6 separate regions of the Mus musculus genome follow, and regions 1, 2, 3, 4 and 6 are each linked to region 5. The links are chromatin contacts, called in public Hi-C and promoter capture Hi-C maps. All regions are on one chromosome and are shown on one strand. The core of a region is the stretch at or near the end of the contact, and the rest is flanking DNA. Distances in the headings are between cores, read along the strand shown.

Evidence for each region. Promoter capture Hi-C pulls out the DNA fragments that hold promoters and counts their contacts. A called contact is a pair of places that touch in the nucleus more often than the background predicts.
Region 1: a promoter capture Hi-C map of pre-B cells shows a contact between it and region 5, with 4 times the contacts expected there. A contact is called at or near these places in 3 of 39 promoter capture datasets (hippocampal neurons, liver and pre-B cells), 1 of 130 datasets of targeted methods (astrocytes) and 2 of 9 other capture datasets (adipose tissue and liver).
Region 2: a contact with region 5 is called in a promoter capture Hi-C map of pre-B cells, with 3 times the contacts expected there. A contact is called at or near these places in 4 of 39 promoter capture datasets (the 3T3-L1 cell line, cranial neural crest, liver and 1 more) and 1 of 484 Hi-C or Micro-C datasets (pre-B cells).
Region 3: a Hi-C map of pre-B cells shows a contact between it and region 5, with 4 times the contacts expected there. A contact is called at or near these places in 7 of 39 promoter capture datasets (the 3T3-L1 cell line, 3T3-L1-derived adipocytes, cranial neural crest and 3 more), 3 of 484 Hi-C or Micro-C datasets (CD4 T cells, Sertoli cells and pre-B cells), 4 of 130 datasets of targeted methods (astrocytes, cardiomyocytes, embryonic forebrain and 1 more) and 1 of 9 other capture datasets (adipose tissue).
Region 4: a promoter capture Hi-C map of pre-B cells shows a contact between it and region 5, with 3 times the contacts expected there. A contact is called at or near these places in 4 of 39 promoter capture datasets (the 3T3-L1 cell line, cranial neural crest, liver and 1 more), 3 of 484 Hi-C or Micro-C datasets (B cells, embryonic stem cells and pre-B cells) and 3 of 130 datasets of targeted methods (astrocytes, cardiomyocytes and extraembryonic endoderm stem cells).
Region 6: a promoter capture Hi-C map of pre-B cells shows a contact between it and region 5, with 3 times the contacts expected there. A contact is called at or near these places in 6 of 39 promoter capture datasets (the 3T3-L1 cell line, the HPC-7 cell line, hippocampal neurons and 2 more), 1 of 484 Hi-C or Micro-C datasets (pre-B cells) and 4 of 130 datasets of targeted methods (the NIH/3T3 cell line, astrocytes, extraembryonic endoderm stem cells and 1 more).

Annotation. Positions count from the first base shown.
Region 1 is chr19:29,520,656-29,523,695 of GRCm38.p6, reverse strand. Ric1 (RAB6A GEF complex partner 1) reads right to left here and starts at 1,414. Exons shown (of 26, transcript NM_001081319.1): 1 at 1,030-1,414. The coding sequence starts at 1,173. It overlaps A930007I19Rik (RIKEN cDNA A930007I19 gene), which reads left to right and starts at 1,709. Exons shown (of 4, transcript NR_015567.3): 1 at 1,709-1,806; 2 at 2,727-2,848.
Region 2 is chr19:29,323,668-29,327,063 of GRCm38.p6, reverse strand. Insl6 (insulin-like 6) reads left to right here and starts at 1,746. Exons shown (of 2, transcript NM_013754.1): 1 at 1,746-2,019. The coding sequence starts at 1,749.
Region 3 is chr19:29,360,287-29,363,609 of GRCm38.p6, reverse strand. It overlaps Plgrkt (plasminogen receptor, C-terminal lysine transmembrane protein), which reads left to right and starts at 1,739. Exons shown (of 6, transcript NM_026362.2): 1 at 1,739-1,813; 2 at 2,683-2,793. It also overlaps a transcript of Cd274 not described here.
Region 4 is chr19:29,100,064-29,103,105 of GRCm38.p6, reverse strand. Rcl1 (RNA terminal phosphate cyclase-like 1) reads right to left here and starts at 1,731. Exons shown (of 9, transcript NM_021525.2): 1 at 1,466-1,731. The coding sequence starts at 1,601.
Region 5 is chr19:28,009,619-28,012,868 of GRCm38.p6, reverse strand. It overlaps Rfx3 (regulatory factor X, 3 (influences HLA class II expression)), which reads left to right and starts at 1,703. Exons shown (of 17, transcript NM_011265.3): 1 at 1,703-1,897.
Region 6 is chr19:29,045,495-29,048,791 of GRCm38.p6, reverse strand. 1700018L02Rik (RIKEN cDNA 1700018L02 gene) reads right to left here and starts at 1,309. Exons shown (of 1, transcript NR_028360.1): 1 at 63-1,309. It overlaps Ak3 (adenylate kinase 3), which reads left to right and starts at 831. Exons shown (of 5, transcript NM_021299.2): 1 at 831-1,113. The coding sequence starts at 963.

The DNA of each region.
Region 1 (3,040 bases), core at 165-2,664, 1.5 Mb before region 5:
ACTCAGAATTCTGTAATTTTTACAGATGTCCAGGAGCAACAAAAACCGGACGGGGGCTAGCCCATTCACCCCTTACTTTTTCAAGTTAATTCTCTTATCTACTCGGAACTCAAGGCACGGGAGGAAAAAAAAAAAAAAGCCAGGCTGAAAGCAAAGAATTCTGACCCCATGCTCTTTCTAAGCCTGGAAATAATAATTTCCAGGTGCGGCGCGGACAGACGTGAGCTCCCCGACTCTCCAACCATCCCAGCAGAGCTCTCCAGAGTCCAAGAGCAGCCAAGAAAAGGACTGGAGTCCGTGATGTGTGGGGGAGACCCGGAGCTAAAGTTACCAGATATCTACACTCAAACCCAACAAGTCTTTAAGTTTTCAGAAATCAATTACCACAGGACTGTAAATTCTGACACTTGGTAAAGACCAACAGGCTTTCCGGAACTCCACTAAACAACAACCTTTAAAGCAGGGGTGGGGGGTGGGGGAGCGGGGACGCCACAGCTGCCGGAGTGCTGGGGGACGCTCCAACAGATTGGCTCGGCGGCAATGGGGGCAGAGAGGCAGGCAAGTCTGGGCTCCGCCAGGGAGCTCCAGGCCTGGCGCGCGGCTGTGGGTGCCACGCGGGGACTGGGGTGCAGTGGAGACTGTCCGCGCGCGGCTCCAACTCGAGAGCGAGGGTCGCTCGGGGTAAGTCGGGACCGGCTGGGGTCGCTCGGGGGTAGTTAGTTGGGACGGGACCGCCGTCGCTCCCTCGGAGGGAGTCGGGACTGGCCGGGGTCGCTCGGGGGAAGTCGGGACCGGTCCGGGGTCGCTCGGCGGCAGTCGCGCCAGTTCCAGGGTCACTATAGGGAGGGTGATCAGGATGGTTCTGGGTTCGCCCGGGGTTAGTTGGGACCGGACGGTGGTCGTTCGGAGGGAGTCGGGACGGGGCCAGGGTCGCTCGGGGAGAATCGGGACTAGATCCGGGCCTCTCTGGGGAAGTCGGGACCGGACAGGGGCCGCTCGGGGGAAGTCGGGACGCCGGCGCCTACTTACTCGGCTGTACCAGATGCTGAGGCGGGCCGGGGCCAGCACGGCGAAGAACGCTCTCCGAGGGTCAGACTGGACGTGGAGCGGCGCCTCGGCCGGGCTCCGCGGCGCGCAGAGCAGCCTCTTGGGCCAGCCGCTCAGGAAATACATGGTCCGCGCGCGGCCCCGACAGCCCCCCGGCGGCCCCGGCCGTGTCTGTCACGCTCGGCGGCCCCGGGCCAGGCGCCCACCTCCCACACCGCCACCGGCCGAGTCGGCGGCGGCGACAGCGGCAACTCGGGGCATCTGCCCGGGGGCCGGGCCGGGCCGGGCCGACGCGATGCTGCGCGACGCAGTCTGGGACGCTGACCGGCCGAGGGTGGGGGAGGCGGGCGGCCAGTGGGCCCGCGGCGGGAGGAGCCGAGGCCGGCCCGCCCCGCTCGCCGCTCGCGTCAGCACGCCGCACGGCGCGGGGAGGCTCCGCCCGGCTCCCTCGGACCGCCCCGCGTCAGAACGCAGGCCGCGGGGCAGGACGTCGAGGGCTCGGGACGCCTTGCTGGCTGGCGACCTGGCGCGTGGAGCTGGGGACCGGGATGAGGCGACAGGCTCAGTCAGTGACAATCGGAGCGGCCGGGCCCACTTGCACGATCCCTGGATTGGCGCGACCTCCGGGGTTGAAGGGGGCGGGGCGAGCGGAGCGCGCGTCACGTGACTCCCGGGCTGCGCTTGGAGCTGGGTCTCTGCGACTCCAAGGCTTGGGGTTCGAGTCTGTACCCACAAATCCTTTGTGTGCTGCGGTTTAAAGTGAGAGCTGGTGATGTCCCTGGCCGTACAGAGCTTACATTCTAGGCAGGCTCTTTATTCAGTCACTAAAGTGCTTCAGTCTTGTCTGCCTGTTTAGTTATTAATGCTAGGCGAAGCCAGATGGGGTCTTTTGCAGCCCCAGTAAACTGTTCAGGAAAAGAAATGGACTTAGGTTTTGTGTTGATCCAGACTGGAGATACCGTATTGATGTTTTTAATTTGGGGGTTGGGAGGAATGAAGGGGTGCTCAACTTTTGGACCTGGAACCTTAAAAATAGCTGCAGCTTTTTGTAACTCTTTCAAAGTTTAAAAGTAACAACAAAGTAACAATCCGGATTTTAATAACAATGTAACTTTCCGTAATTGTTCTAACGCTTGCTTTTCGAAGACGTTGACTAAAGTCCCAGCTCACTAGCCTTTTGTTTCCAGAGGATCTCCTAGAATCTCTGTCCTGGTGTGTCCCACAGGCCAACACAGCATTCCTGGGATATTTTAAGCAGAGCAGACCTGAAAACTATTTTTCAGATTTTCATCTGTGTGGACGGAATCTTGATGATCCGAGTTACACCCGCTGGATAAATCAAGAGGTCCAGAGAGGTCTCTGCCTTGCCAATATAAAATCATAGAAGAACTTCGTTGTCTAGTACTTTTCAGACAGAGTTGTACACGTGGCAGAGGAAGTGAAAATGTGCTGCAATTCCATTGAGAATGTTTGCTCTACCTCTACTTCAGTGTGTTCATGTGCCTCACCAGTGTGTCTGCAATCATGGGCAGTGTAGATGTTTCTAAGTAATTTTTAATTGTTTTTTTTTTTGACCTCACTTACTGGTGAGCTTCTGGGTGGGATTCTCCTCCTGTGATCTTTTGTAGCAGCTAAGGTCTACAAAAAAATTAAGAGGATGCTTTGATTTAATTCCACAGAAAACCACAGATGATGGTGCTGGATCATCGCTAGTTAAAGTGCTGGATATGCCCAAGGTCACATGGCCTAAGAAAAACTGCTCTCCCTTCCAAGGACCCAGCAGTCTTTAGACCAGCTCAAGGTGAAGTGTGAGAGTGGCCTGAACATGGACAGGAGGAGGAGACCCTCTGGTCCTTTCTCACTTGGGAGTGATGGGTAAAATATCTCACTGTAAATCTCCCTAAGTGTTACCCACTGTGACTGAAACGTTATATAATATAGACCGACCTGAGGTTCAAAGATCATACTTTAACATTGTGAAATGTGCTAACAA
Region 2 (3,396 bases), core at 497-2,996, 1.3 Mb before region 5:
CCCAGCACCCATGTCAGGTAACCATTTGATCTGACACCCTCTTATGGCTTCAATAGGCACTACACATACCCATACATATATTTAAATATAAAAGCCAATTAAAAAAAAAGAAATGTGGTACATATGCACAATGAAATTTGAATACATTTATGAAGAAAAAACCCACAAAATTATGACCTTTGTAGGAAAATGGATACAAGTGTATATTATGTTAAATAAAGTACATTTGATTCAGAAAGACAAATATTTTATGACAATGTTCTGGAGTAAAATTAATAGTATGGGATTCTAGTAAATACATCTGAAATTAATTTTATAATATTAGAACTTATTCACTCAAAATTAGGCATGCAAATAATTTTTTTTCAGTTAAATAAATCCATTCAGCCATTATCCTGCTAATAATAGTGTGTAGCAGTTAAGAATGCATTCCCAGGCAGTGGGATGCTTTCGCGGGTTAAGGCACTTGCTGCCAAGCCTGACAATGTGACAACGATCTTGGGGTCCCATATGGTGCATGGAGAGAACTGGATCCAACTTATACACACACATCAGCAGTAAATAAACATCATAATAATAATAATAATATAATAATAATAATGGTGATGATAATTTATTGTAAAAAAGAATGTGCTCATATAAATAAATTAAGGCAATTTTTACCGGGAACCGGATACTAAATGATGCTTTTATGTACATGTAGAATCTAGACTTAAAACTATGTATTTGTGTGTTTATATATGTGTATGCTTAAATGTTTGTGTTTGTAGGTCATGAAACTACAAAAGGGATTCCGAGAGGGATGAGTGCTTAAAGAAGGTAGGAGGCAATCAATTAATAGAGGACATGTAATTAAAAAAAAGCAAAAAGGGGAATTACTAAAGGCAGGAACTGGGAGAGGGTGGTTAAGGGAGGCGAGTAAGAGAGAGTGAAGTACAGTGCGATAGATGTGAGAAGACACCGCGATGGAATGAGTAATTTTTAAAAAGGGTTTATTTATTTTATTTGATATGTATGAGTGTTTGCTTGCATGTCTGTATATGCACCACGAGTATGACTGGTACTGAACCGGAGTTACAGACTACCATGTGCTGCTTTGTTGGTACAGGGAAGCGACCCCGGATCCTCGGCAAGAGCAAGTTCTCCTAACTGCCAAGACATCTCTCTAGTTCCAGTACCAATTTTTTAAAGTTAAAAAATATAATCCATGAAGGAGATAAGTTTCTCCGAAGGGAAGAAATGGCTCCTGTAAACACTAGGCAAAAAGAAGATCACATTCCAGGTGTGGGGGGGATGCTGCATCTCAGAGTCCTAGGTTCTCATATTTCATGAGGCAGTTTCTTGGAGCGCACGACAAGGAAAATGAATGAATAAAGTCAGAGAAAGAAGACATTTTAAAACTTGCATTTCTGAGGCCAAAAGAGCCTGTTAATTTCAACTTTGACGACAAGGAAAATGAATGAATAAAGTTAGGAAAAGAAGACATTTTAAAACTTGCATTTCTGAGGCCAAAAGAGCCTGTTAATTTCAACTTTCTGCAAGCCGGAAGTCCATGTAAGCCTGGAACACCCCGCACCTAACCAAAGTGTTCTGGAGAAGATTGCCTGCGAGGGAGGGCAACCCGAGGGCGGTGCGGAGAGGGGCGTGGCTGGGGGCGTGGTGGGTGGCGAAGGCGGGGCGGGGCGGGGCGGGGCGGGGGCGGGGCGACGGCCGTTGCAGCGCGCCCGGCCCTGTGGCGGAGCCCAGGGATGAAGCAGCTGTGCTGTTCTTGTCTGTTGTGGCTTGGACTCCTACTGACTCCTTTCTCCAGGGAAGAGGAAGAGGAATCCAGACCCAGGAAGCTGTGCGGCAGGCACCTGCTGATAGAAGTTATAAAACTCTGTGGCCAAAGTGACTGGAGCCGGTTCGAGATGGAGGAGCAAAGTCCTATGACACAGTTCTTTCCCCACTACTCACGCAAGGGCAAAGCCTTCAACCCTCACCCTTCTTCCTCCGCCTGGAGAAGATTCACAAACCCAGGTAAAACTCTGAAGGGAAGGCTTGGTAGCTTATCAGTGTGCAAACTCCTCTTTTCTTATCCTTGACTTTGCTCTGCCAGTGAATTTCTGTAGGAAATAGAATTTGTACCTAGTGTACGTGTGAATACAGTTTTAAAAACCATACAGACTTATATGAAGTTCACTTTAGACTTAGAAGAAATAATTTGTTCAGAGTAGGCCTTATTAAAAAGATGGCCTTAGGTTTCATGTATACCCCAAATTCCGTGTGTTATAAGCTTAATCTCCAGGGCAGCGTTAGGAAGTGAAGTGAGGGAATTAAATTTTCTTGAAACGGAGTCAGGCCATTATCACAGAAGTGGATTGTCCTGAGTGAATCTGTTGCAAGATCACTTCATCCTCCTTTTCCGGCACCTCCGCTATGGGATGATGCTACAGGAAAAGTCCTTGGACCCTGGAGCATCTTCAAATCACGAGTCAAATAAATTCTTGCTCATTTGAAATTAACCACTGTCGGGGGCATTGTCAGAAGATAGATATAGGTGATGAGGAACTAGTCACATAGATAGGATGGGATGGGATTGGGGGCGTTTATTTAGAGGAAAAGTTTATTTAGGGGAAAGACACTGCTGTCTGAATTATACGGGGAAGAGCGAGGAGGTCAGGATGTGCTGAACAGGAGGGGAAAAGAAGCAACAGCGTAGGGCAGTAAGGTTCGTCCAGAAGGGCTGAGAGAGGGAGAGCAAAGCCAACGGAGCAATTCATGTGAAGTGAAAACTTAATAAAGGGCACAGGGAAGGACAAGGGCGGATGAGATGAGTCTCGGCATGGATAGCTCATCGATGCAGATAGGTAGATTGTAGTATGGGGACAGATGAAGCTTCTCTGTGGTTTGCAGCAGCACTGAAGGTGAACTAGCGTGCTGAATTGCATAGAGATCTCGTGGTCTTGACCTACCCTTGCCATTCTGATATTAGCCTTTCTCCTATGTTGTAAAATGTGTTTGTAGATTCCCTTAACTAATTTTATAGTTTTTTTCAAAGCAGTGTTTGTAAGTGAAGCAACTTATCAGAACTTTAAAAAAAAATCAATGTTCTTACTTGACTTGGAAATAAGGAATTAATGAGAGTCATAAAATGAAGTGGAACTGCTTGTAAACTACTTTCCTTTGCAACTAGGTGGAATTCACCCCTAAAACCATCTATGTGTGACTAGTTTTGCTTTCGATCTCTTTGTCATCGATGTGCGTAGCTTTCATATATCTGTGTCTGTCAAGATTTTCATAGGAATTCATTTCTGTTTGATTTCAAATGTTACAGAATTAATAACCATGTATTACCTAGACTATTTCCTCTTTTCTTACTGCATTTTGCTCCCTTTAATCTTTGCTTTTTTTGTT
Region 3 (3,323 bases), core at 490-2,989, 1.4 Mb before region 5:
ATCATGCAAATGTCCATCGGTCTCAATGGACACACAAAATGCCTTATAGTCATACACTGGACTACTATTTAGTCCCAACAAGAAATGGAGCCATAATCCATGCTATAGTTTACCTGTTTAATTTTTCTTTCCATTTAACATGTATTTACTCTCTGTGTGCGCAAGTGCACACTCATACGTGGAACAGTTAGGGATGTCAGAAGACAGCTAACAATAATGGGTTCTTCCCTTCCACTATGTGGAGCCCAGAAATAGAACTGGGTCTCAGGGTGGTAAGCATGTTTACCCACTGAGCCATCTCACCAGCCCCTACTATAGCTTAGATACACACACACACACACACACACACACACACACACACACACTAGTGTTAAAGTAAAAGAAGTCAGCTCGGCATGGTGGTGCACGCCTTTAATCCCAGCACTTGGGAGACAGAGGCAGGCAAATTTCTGAGTTCGAGGCCAGCCTGGTCTACAGAGTGAGTTCCAGGACAGCCAGGGCTACACAGAGAAACCCTGTCTCAAACAACAACAGCATCAACAACAACAACAAAAAAAAAATAACAAAAACAAAAGAAGTCCGTTTCATTTATACGAACTATCTAGAATATGTAAGTCTTTGAAAAGGTAGAACATAGATTAAGATGGGGTCTCTAGGGTGACTGCATGTGACATTATCCATAAAGATAGGTTCTATAGATTGACTGAGAAAAACAGCTCATGATGAGGGAAGGATCTGGTGAGGTCTCGCACACACAGTGCAAATGTTAACCACTTCTGCTCCCAGTCTTCTGGGCGGAAAACACATTCTAAATCTTTCTCTTTGAAGCTACAACCCTGTGTGTTTAACATTCTTGGTTCCCACAGTGTTTATCTGAAGGTACAACGACCTCTGTTCCTCGTACAGGTTACAGAGCTGGGAACAGAACGGAGACAAGTTTAGTCTGCACGTATAGACACTACTTCCTACCTTAGGGATGGGCTACTTGTTTCTCTCCAAAAGCATTTACTCCTAGCAACACCCATCTCCTCCCACAAATAGAACTAAATAAAGATTCTGTTGCAATTTTCCCATCCAAGTAATGTTTGGAATGAGGGATCTAAAAGTCAGAATAAGGAACACTGGAACTAAAAACATCTATACAAGCCTGCGAGGCTAGATATGCCTGGAAGAGGCTAGATTGCCTTCTCTAAGGTGTGGAGCCAACACATGCTAATGCAGAGCCCTTCCTAAAGGTTGTGATTCACATACTATTTCCCCAACCGGTTACATAGTAAGTGCTAATGGGTCCAGTGTTTCCTAGTGAAGTTCGGAGTTGTACTATAGACAGACAATTCTGGTAGGAGTACGAAATATGGAAAACGCATAGGGAAATACGGAAATTCTGGTCACTGTCTGCTTTTGTTCCCTGGTTACCTTTAAGCGAGATTTGGTGATGGGTTTTGTTGTTGTTTTTGTTTTGTTTTTGAGGCACCGGACTCCGAGGACTTGAAACATTTCCACGCTGCTTCCTTGGGCCTTCCCTCAAAATCACGCACCTTACAAGACCATGCAGGTTGGAATTTGCGGTTCTGTCCCGCCCCGCCCACCTCCCGGCTCCAGGCGCCTGCACCGGAAGAACACCCCAGGCCTCCGCGGGCACCCGAGCGCTTAAGGGAGCCAAAGGCCACGCTGATTGGTTGAAGCTCGTGATCCACTGTCATAGCCAACCAATCCTGGGGCTCTGCCGAAGCAAGGTACTGTCCCTGCGCTGATCGCTCTGGAGCTCTGGCTAGAGGCCTCTGCTGCGGTCACCGTCCCCGCACCGTGTCGCGTGAGTGTTTCGGGTCACAGACACCTGGGAGGGAGGGGTCGGCTCCGTCGCACGGTCCCGCACAGCTGCAGCTCTGGCTGGGCAGGGAAGGCCAGGGCTCTGGGTTCTTGCTGATGCCTCCGAGGCTGACAGGTATTGCCAACCCAGTTCTGTGAGTGTGATCTCTCTGTACCATTGTCACCAAGTTGGGACAAGACTGCAGAGTGCAATGGACAGGAAAATGGAATTCCTTTAGGGAAATACCTATATGACGCTAAACTGGCTCAACAGAGCGAGAGTGGAAACAAAACAAAACACCCCCAGAGGTTATGTGCTTCCTGCTAGGGGACTTGGTTTGGAAGAGTTATTGAGAATGATAGTGATGTTGTGACTAGCCAAAAATTCTGGTACTAAATCAGGGAAGAAATCTGGATGACAGAAATCGTGTAGAATTTCTTTCCTTCTAAATGGAATCCAGGTTCCAAGGATGACCAGGGAAAGTCTGTCTGGGATCTGTACAATCAGGACACCCTTCCCAACACGCCTTTCCAGAGTAATTTGAATCATGGCCTCTTGGAACAGGAGACACGCCTGCCTCCCCATCCTCAACCCAAAACAAACAAACAAACAAAAATCCAGGAGCAGCCTGGACTCACATCTGTATCCTCCATCCTATAGGACATGGTGGTTGTCTGTGTTGCCTGTAATAAGTCAGTTTGGGGCCACGCTTACTTATCGCTGATAATATCGTGTCTCTGGGAGAGAGACATTTGGAGGTATTTGGGACATCCTAAGGAAAGAGTGCAACATGGCTTTGTTAGGTATGGTCAGAAGAGGTTGGAAACACTGTTCAAGGGTGAAGTTACAGGGTGTGGCATGCTCATTGGCAGGTGAGATCTCCAGAGGGACACTCCTGTTTGCCTTCTATATTTAACCGTGTACCTGAGATTTCCCCCGACACATCCAAAGTCCAAGTCCAAGAGAGCAAGGCCCAGAAGGAGGTAAGCCTAAATCCTAGCTAGCTTTTCAAAGTGTTTCTCTTCTCTTCTCTAGACGATTGACTGAAAGATTGTCCGACCACTTCAAGGGATGGAGAGCTAACCCCCTTAGGCCAAGGGACTGAGGGGAGAGTGTGTGTGTGTGTGTGTGTGTACTAGAAAACAGTCGGTTTCTTTGAAGATGTTTGAAGATGCTTGCAGCAGATGTAAAAATTCAACCGTCTGCTCCGACATGCAAAAGAAAACTAAAGGATGTTGAGCAGCCTGACAAGGTTGATCTTCTGTCAAGCATTCCTTATTTTGTGCAATTATTTGTGTGAAATAGAAGCCACAGAGACTATCATGATGGATGATAACACTTCTCCTGCAGGCTCAGCTGGAAATGACTCATGTGAGCTGCCAATACTTAGATAAGAGAGCAAACGGCTAGAGACCCCTCCACGATGAGTGCCCTCTGCCGCTGCTGGTAGGGTGCTAAGTGGGACAGTGAGAGTCAGGAGGAATCATGATGTCCCAGGGCTGTGGAAGGCTCT
Region 4 (3,042 bases), core at 482-2,981, 1.1 Mb before region 5:
GAGTTCCAGGACAGCCAGGGCTACACAGAGAAACCCTGTCTCGAAAAAGAAAAAAACAAAAAACAAAAAAACAAAACCAAAAAAAAAAAAAAAAGAACTCACAAGTGTAGACCAGGCTGACCTCTAACTCAGAGACACACTGTGTGGCCCAAGCTGGCCTTGAACTTGGGATCCTCCTGCCTCAGCCTACAGAGTGCTAGGATTACAAGGCTGTGTCACCAAGCCCAGTGCTCTCTCCAACAGGGAAGACAGACTTTACTCACTCCCTTAACAAGCCTTCTGTTTTTTTTTTCTTTCCTAACCTATTTCCATCACCATGCACAAAACGTTTACAGTGGTAGCAATGAAATTATTAAAAAAAAATTCAGACATGATGAAATAATCTAGCCCTCTAGTAAGAAAAGAAAAAAAAAAAAAAAAACCTCGCAAAAATAAACATACCAGCCTGACCCAGGAGGTCTCCTGAACGAACTACAACCCCCCCCCCCCTTTCAGGCTACTGATAGTTTTTTTTTTTTTTCTCTTTTTGGTTTTAATTGGTTCAATTGTCTTTATCAGAAGGGATCTTGGAGACACTTTTGAACACGCACCTAAATTCTAGGGGAACAGCTGCAAACCAAAGCCATTTAACAAGACGCGGGTTCAAATGATGGGTTCAACCTATCTATCTACCTTTGTGAGACAGATAAATCAATAAGACCTTTGAAGCCTGCAGTTTAATGTTTGGCCTTCCTTTTCCTTAAGCCAAGACAACTACGTCTACGACGTAAAAACTATCTTGGTTGAGCGCTCAGGAGCAGACCTGTAATCCCAGCACTCGGGAGGTGGGGAGGTAGAAGGAACAGGACTTGAAGGGCATCCTCAGTTACATACATAGTTTGAAGGCAACCTGAGCAACATGAGACTCCGGTTCAAGAAAAACAAAACAAAACCCTATTACAAAGCTTCGCTACTGCGCACATCGGTGACTAATAGAAACAAGCGCATCGTTTAAAAATAAAATTTTATAATACACTTCCGAAGAGATAGGGCGGGGGTGTGGTGGGGGGGGGAGGAGATAAATAATGGCGACAAAAACTGGTGTCCAAGCGGGGCAGCGGTTTCAGAGACCTGCTTTGGATGAGATTGGGAAACCAATCTGTGGTACTTTTCTCTCTAATGTCTCACTCAATCACTAGATGTTGGTCCAATAAACTGTTTGTTTTTCTCCAGGGAGGTTTATGGCGAAAGCAAGAGACTCAAGAGAGGGAAGCGAGTGGGCGATGCCTACGATTCGTAGCAACAAGCTAGCCAGGAAAACGTGCAGCTGTTTACTACCCGTGCCCAGGAGCCACAGGGCATCCTTCCACGCGTGGCGCAGCTCGCGGACAGATCTGTCGCCCGACCACCATCCCTCCCACGCGCCCAGTGGCCACTCCGGGCTACGACCCCGGGTCCTCCCTCCTCGCGCCCCCTCCCAAGTCACCTCGGAGGCCCGGGTTGTCGTCCCTGGCGCGAATCCTGCGGATCTTGACCGGTCGCCCGCTCAGGGTGGACAGGACCAGCCGCTGGCGCAAGAAGTTACACCCCGCGTAGCTGAGTGAGTGCGCCTGGGTCGCCATGTGCGCGCCGTCCGCAGAGGCCCGGGACCCGGGACCCGGGAGCGCGACCAGGACCAAGGCAGCCCCCGACGCGTCCACGTGGTTTAGAACAGGAAGACAGAGCGACTAGACACCGGGTCAGAGGGGAGCGGGGCGGAGCCAGCGGCCGCCCGCCCGCCTCCTCCCCTGGCTGGGGCGGCCCGGCCTCCGAGGCACACTACCATTGGCCCACGAGGGATCTGGGTGTTGCCCTCTCTGCGTCGCCATTGGTCTGCGCTGTAGCTGGGCGGTGCTCATGCCGCGTTGCCATTGGCCGGTAGTGAAAGAGGGCGGTGCCCGGGCCCCAGCAACAGCGCGCGGCTGGAGGGACCCAGTTAGTGCTGCGGGGAAACCCCGGCGCCCAGACGCCTTGGGGGTCTGTCTGTCTGTCTGTGCCGGACTTTCACGGCCTATGCGATAAAGGAGGCAATGGCTCCGCCTGGGTGCCCACAGCTGGTGGTACTTAGCAACGTACCTACGGCAGCCCCGGGCAAGGATGCTAGCTAGCCTCTCCCGCGTTTTCCTGCCACCGAAGAGAACAGGATTGACACGCTTACCCTGTTGTAGGCGCCTTGTCTGGGTCTGAGCCGAAATCCTCTGAGGTGCAGCCTGCAATCTTTCACTCCCGGGAAATTGCCAAGCTGTCAGAGGCTGCCTGAACTAGGACCCCGAGCCTTTAGACAAGAGACCGCTGCTTATTTTGTAATGAGGGGCCTCTCTTTGTCCCTTTCTCAGCTGCCCCTTCGTTCATATTCTTTGAGTTTGGTGTCAAGACATATCTGTAACCTCGCATGACTCAAAATGGACAGTTGCAATAACTTCAAGACATACATGCTCATGCATGCACGGGGGATGGGTGGGTGGAGATCTTGCTTTTCCATCTGTCCTGTCATCCAAGCTTGCACTACAAAACCTTTCTAAATATTGTACTGTTTCACGCCTCCATTAAAAAAACAATCAAATGACTACCAACTTAGGAACGCAGTGGTCTTAGTGTTAGGTTTACAGCCAGCCATTCACGGGCTGTAACCCCAGACCTTAAGTCCCAGAAAGCACAGTGAAGGATGGAGTAGAAGCTGGAGAAAGAAAAAAAAGGGGGCCATCCTAAGCGAGTGAGAGTCCCAAGGAAACCCCGAGGAGCATCAGTGGCCATCAGAGAAGAGTCTACGGATCAGCCCTGAAATCCACTGAGGCAGCTAACCCACTTACCACAACGCCATTCTGTTAAGACTGCCTTTACACAGCTAAGCGGCATCTGACAGGCAGCGTTCTTTGGAAAAGCTCCAGGACCCATAGGCTCTCCTCTAAACGTTGTTGTGAAGAATACTAAAGCACCAGGGGTACTTTCACATCAGGAATGGATTTTTCATTTTCTTTTTTAATGCTATCTCGTTTAATTACTCAATAGTCTTTAGAAAAAAGA
Region 5 (3,250 bases), core at 454-2,953:
CTATATTATAACTTATAACCAAGAATAGAACTCATTATAACTATGAAATTATCAAAGCTTACAGTATTACTGCTAAATCTATTGTTCTAATAGTTGGTTTCTAAAATGTCTTTTACCTAGCATTTCATGGCACAGAGAGGCAAGATAAAATGACGGCTTGTTTTCCCTAAAATGAGAATATTATGTATCCAATAGAACAGGTGTCAGGATTAAATGAGATAATGTATGTAAAACACTTAGCACAAGGTCTGGGGCACAGAAAGAGAGCTCAGCCTTATTTTAACAGGGAACTCATGCTGGCCCAAATCCCTCATGTGCCGGTGCAAAAATTAAGCCTCAAGAGGAGAACTGACTTCTTAAGGCTCTACTTCCAGTATGTTATTGTCTTGGATAAGCTGCTTAGCTGCAAATGTTGGGAGATTTTGGGTATTGGCGGGCCTGGGGGCACGTGCCTGCTGGACTCCAGTATGAGGAGAATTGGACGAATATGCTTGAACCATGAGGTTTCAGAAGCTGTGCCTTATCAACTCGAGTTTGAGGTGCCAGGTTGTGTGCTAATAATGTTCTCCATGGACAGAAGCCGTTCCCGTGTCCAACACAGCTCAAGAACAAGCTACCCCCAGGCTGTTAAGAAACCGATGCCAGCTAATAGGGCGATTGGTCTAGCTGGGATCCATCCCGTCAACTCTGAAAGGGTAGAGCCCCTTAAGGACCTACCGAGGGCTACTCTGAAAGGTCTAACCCACCCCTGTAGGGACCCTCATCCTCGGAAAGCTCGAATTCCCTTCCCCTTGGCACTTCCTCCCGGTCCTGCAGGGTGCTAACTTGGCGTCTCGGTTCCGCAGGGAGGTAGCGGCCGCGCCGAGCGAGATGGGTCACCGTTCGCGCGCCCAGGCTCTCGCTCCCTAAGATGGCGGCGGGAGCACCGCTCACACCCCGCCGCCCGCGCTCCTCAGGACCCCGCGGCCTCGGGAGGCGCGAGAAAGCGGAATTCGATGGAGGGGAGGGCAAAGCCGAGACCCTGGAGGCCCGCGCCGGCCGCAGAGAGTCTGGGAAAGGGATCACCCGCGAGGCATAAACGACCGACCGGGAAACACCACACTGGCGACCACGGAGAGGGAGGGGAGAAAAAAAAAAAAAAAAAAAAAAAACCTGAGCGGGGCGGGGGGAAGAGAGGAGAGAGAGGGGAGGAGCGCAGCACATCCGGGATATTAGCTGGGGCCGCCCAGGAAATGACGTACGCCCCGGGGTGGAGCCCGCTCTTCAAAGTGGGGTCTGCCTCCGCGGTAGCGCGCGTCTCACACAGTGTTGGCTCCGTCGTCACTCCCCCTCCCCTGGCTTCGCGCTTTTCCTCTCGCGGCTGCGGGGCGGCTGGGCACAGAGCTGGCGGCAGAGGCAGGCGGGGCTCCTTTGACGGAAAGTAGCCCTCGCCTCCAGACCCTCAGCTTTCCCCGGCGTCCTCCGTCCCGTTCCTCCAGGCAGACTCGCCCTGACCCCGGGCCCGCCAAGTCTTAAAGCGCACCTCGGGGGAAAAACCGACGTCGGAATCCCGACCGCAGCCCCCCGCCCGGGCTCCGAGCTGTCAGTCACGGCGCCGAAGCCGCTTCTTCCGGCGCTCTCGGGCCCGCCCTCTCCCCTCCTCCCTCCCCCCCGCCCCTCCCCGCGCGAGTGTCTCCCTCTCCCTCGCTCCCTCTCTCTCTCCCTCTCTCTCTCTTTTGTGAGTTATAGCAACCGTTGCCTTGTGAATCAAGCGCCATAGTCACCGTAGTCCTGGCGACTGTTACCCATCAACAACAACTACTCCTCTCCTCCTCCTCCTCCTCTTCCTCCTCCTCCTCCTCCCCACCACCACCATCTCCATCACCCACCAACAACACCACAATAATCCACAGCCAAGGTGAATATTCTTCGGTCTCTCTACATGTGTGTGGGAGCGTGTGTGTCCGTGCGTGTGTTCGTGTGTGCGAGCGAGCGTGGCTGTGCGGGGTCTCCCTCCTGACACCGGCTGCGGCCGCTTGAGGGGCTCGGTCCCGGGGGCTTGTTTACAATGGACCCGCGCGCGGCGGGCTCGGGGGTGTGGGCGCCGCGCGCCTGCCCGCCCGGCCTCGGCGCTCGGGGATGGAGCGGGAGCCGGGGCTGCGGGGCGAGCGGGCTAGGAAGCCGCCGCTGTCCGTCGCGGGTGTTGGAGCGTCCCCCCCAGGTCCGCGGGCGCCCAGGAGGAGGGGCAGGTGGAGAGAAGGGGCTCGCTTTCTCCCTCTCTCTTTCTTTAATTCGCTGCTTTGCAAAGCTGCCTGGTGGCTGCTGCTTTCCAAATCGAAATAGACAGCAGTGAGCAGGGGGGGTCCCCAAAAGGTGCTGCGCTGTGGTGGTTGTTGTTCACTTGCGGGGCCTTGTTGGGGGTTTTGTTATTTTTATCCTGGTACCTCGGTGAACTTTTCCCGAAGCCCGCTCCCTTCGTTTCGGCCCCTCTGTGCCTGCTGCTGAACGGACTGCACTTATTTGACCATCACTGGCCTCACGGGATTCTTTTTTTTTTTTTTTCTTTTAAAACTGTATTTTTCTTTGTGCTGCAAACAGTCTTAATATCCATTCAGCAGTCTTCTCCCCCCTTCCCCCCATTTGCACACACATTGAAACTAGGGGGCCTCTGCTGCTCTTGAGAGATTTTTTTTTTAAGTCTGTTTCTCTGTTTCTCTTCTCTCCTCTTTCCTCTCTTGTCTCTCCTCTGTCTCCTCTCCCTCTCCTCTCTCTCTCTCCCCCCTCCCCTTTTCGGGTTTGTGTGTGTGTGTGTGTGTGTGTGTGTGTGTGCTTGTGATTTAAACCGGATGCAGGGCATCTGTGCTACTTTGGTTAGTGGCTACTGACAGCGCTTTATCCTTCATGTGGAGATGGGAGGGGTAGTCCTGAGGTTCTGTTTCACTTTGATGCACCTCCCTCCCCACAGGAGAGTGTTAACAATTTTCATTGTGGTTTAGACTTTGTCTGTGATGAACAGGAAAAGGATATAAGGAAGCTTTGTGAGAACTCAGTTCACAACGCTATTTGTGACAGTTATGGTACTTTGAGAGTTTTTTTTTTTTTTTTTTTCCTTCTCCCATCTTCATCTCTATTCCTTTCCCTTGGAGAGTTGAAATTGAAGTCAAGTTGTTCATAAAGAATGTATGAAGCTTCTCAACTTGAAACGTGTGTATATTTCACTTTCTTTGTGGCTGTTAAGATCTAGGCATGTGTGTACTTAACATATTCTTTT
Region 6 (3,297 bases), core at 60-2,559, 1.0 Mb before region 5:
ATCCTGAGATCTGCCTGCCTCTACCTGGGTGCGGGGTTTAAAGACGTCTATCACTGCTGCCTGCTGGTTTGTTATTGTTTTTATTCACAGTACTGTTTCAAAAAGCCTTACTTCCACCCCTGGACAAACAAGCAAGAAAACAAACGGACAGCAGTAGAAACTCGGGTTTGTTCAGCATAGCATTCTCGGAGGCCTCTAAGTACAGTGGCACACAGTAGGCACTGGGTAGCTCTTCCTGAAATGAATGCATTTCTGAAGGAGCTAGTATGTTTGACCTCTGCGGAAGTTAACGGTGACAGCTACTTTTGGTTCTGAAAGTGGATTCAGGGAGATGAGACACATACTTCACTTGATGAAAGCTTCTGTGAGGAGGGTTCCAGGTCACCCCTGGAGGAGAAGGAAATGGGGTGAAAAGGCAGAGGGAAGAAGGTCAAGGGAGGATTGGTGTGAAAAGGTGGGGAACACCTGGTGAACCAGAGGGGCCGAGGGGACACAACACGGGGGCATGCTGCTTCCTGTTGGGTCTGAGCAGGACAGAACTTGGCTCTTAGAAAAGACTAAGGGTGAAAAAGGTGAACACAGAGGGGGGAAAAAAATGAAATCCAGGCACTCAGAGGTGCCAGCGGGAGACTAGAAGTAGAACGGGGTGCTCAGAGGTTGTCCACTGGGGAGAATGCAGACGGGCGCAGCCTGCAGGCTGGGACCAGGCAGCACAGGGCACGAGGGTCTGGGGATGCCAAGAGGCGCCGGGTGGAGCTCAAGGGAGTGGGGTGCAGGGGCGCGGAGGGGCGGTGCAGCAGCCGGCGGGGCGGCCCCGGTGGCCGTCGCTCACTTCCGGGAGAGCCGGGCGTCCTGGCCACCGCCCGCTTGCAGCTGCCAGCCCTCCAGGGCCGCGGAGCCTGTGAGCGCGCAGGCCAGGCCACAGACCAGCGTCTGCGCAGCTCGGACCACCGCCAGCCACCATGGGGGCGTCGGGGCGGCTGCTGCGCGCCGTGATCATGGGGGCCCCGGGCTCCGGCAAGGGCACCGTGTCGTCACGCATCACCAAACACTTCGAGCTGAAGCACCTCTCCAGCGGGGACCTGCTCCGCCAGAACATGCTGCAGGGCACAGGTGGGAGCTGAGACCGAGGGCTGGCGGCGTGCGATCGTCCCGGCGGGGCTTTGCGGGCCGGGGTCGAGGGTCCTGCGACGCGGGTGCAGCGCTCCCCGACCTCGCCTGGGGAAAGAGCCGTTGCGCCCCGAATCCTCTGGCCTCCGTGGGCAGCTTCGGGTAGATGGGGGAGGGGGAAGGAAAGGACTAGGAAGTTCAAAGACTGAAGGAAAGCCCTTGGCTTTGTTTTTAGAAGCTCATTCGACACAGCTGGCAGCTGCGGTGGGGGTCCAGCCGGGGGGAGCTGTGCCTGTCTCTCCACGTGTCCTTGTATGCAGAAGGCAGGCTTTGGCTCTGCCAGGGCTAGCTTCTTTTTTTTTTTTTTCCCTACACCCCCCCCTCCCGCCCATGGTAAGCTCCGTGGGATCTTGTAATTCTGACCTTTCTCTCTGCAAGGTCAAGTATTACTTATTTTCATTGCAGTCACAAAGTTGGCTTAGATTTTGATGCCCCCAGACATTTCTTAGTCACTAAAGTTGTCCTTGTAACAGTTACATAAACGATTGCTGTGTTTCTCCTTCCAAAGTCTTCTAACTCAGCACAAAAAATCTAGCCAACACTTTACAAAGGGTGGGTTTGTGGTAAGTTCTATTTTAAGAAAAGCATTTTTAAATTTATTTTTTGGGACAGTGTCATTCGATGTATTCAAGGATAACTTTAACTTAAGTTTGACATCCTCCTGTCTCAGCCTCCCTAGTGAGTGCTGGGATTCCAGGCGCCAGCCAACTAACAGCTGTAAACTATTTTTTAAAAGCTTGCACTAGATGTGTTTCTCCACAATAGTGTTGACCTTCAATTTCAAACTAGTGCCTATTTTGAAAATTCATTTGAAGCTTATTTACACAGAAATAATACCTGTTCAAGGTTTTAAAAAAAAGAAAGTAAAGGCCAGGGAGAGGAGGGAAGACAGAAATGTATAAAGTAAAAAGCAAAGTTTTCTCTTAGTCCCTACCTCAGCCCAGAACCTCGGAGAGAAACAGTCTATCTCCTTCTGGAAATGTCTTTGTGTAAAGCTCCTTCTTACAACCTCAGTGTATCAAGTTACCATCTACTTACTCCACATCAGTGTTTTCGCACACTGCATTCAGCCTGCCATCCCATATGGAGACGTTGTCCGGTTCCGCACTGCACTGCTTACCCTGTGTCTGCTGAATCTACCGCGATTTATTTACCTCTCCACTCCCTCCTGGCGGGTGTATAGCTAGTTTCTAGGAAAGGGTGTTTTTTGTTTGTTTAAAAGACACTGATATTCAAGTGTGTGCGTGGGGGTGGGGGTGTGTGAAAACCCACAGTTTTCAGTTTCTTTGGCTCGATCCTCTGCACCCCTCAAGCATGTTTTCGTTTTCTTCTAATGTCGACCTTAAGAAATAATAAAGGCTGCAGTTAATTAAAGTTTATCGAAAGGTTATTTGACTCTTGCTAAATGTTCTTAGTGCAACAGATTGCAATGCGAGTTACTGCAAACAGTCCCAAGTCCTGAAGACTTTGCTGCTATCCAAAGTACAGTAGAAGTCTTTAGGGGTGACCTGCATACCGACTCAGAGCTGGCCTGACTGTGGGTGGCAAAGAATGCTCATGGGTAGGAAAACACAGAACATTTGAAAAGAGTAAATGAAAGGGTATTTAAATACATTTCTGAAAAATGAAGAAACAATGTTTCTTGCTACACGTTAACCCCTGTTAAGCCTCAGGGTGCCCAGGACTGCATCTCTGAAACATGGACAGAGACTACAGAGACCAAGGAGCTGAACACACAAAGTTGTTCAGCCACCCACTCGGCAGTTTTAATGCTCAGTTCATTTTTATGACACAGAAAGACAAATACTTTCTTAATACAAACTTTGAAGATTCATTATTGGAAGTAGGTTTTTTGTTTTGTTTTGTTTTAACAGGGTCTCAGACAGTTGCTCTGGCTAGTCTTGAATTTGGAGTAATCCTCCTGACTCAGTTTCATCAGGGTTGGAATTGCGGATGCTCTGGCTCTGCTAGGAGAACTAAATAAAGTTCGTGAGAGAAGTCTTTGCAGTTCAGAGTTCAAGGTCCACACAGGCAGCTAGGTCTTTGTTCAGCTGGGAAAAGTTACAGATCTCAGAGGGAAGCCCCAGCCAGGTCCCTTGGGATGCTCACTCAGCTAGTTGATACTTG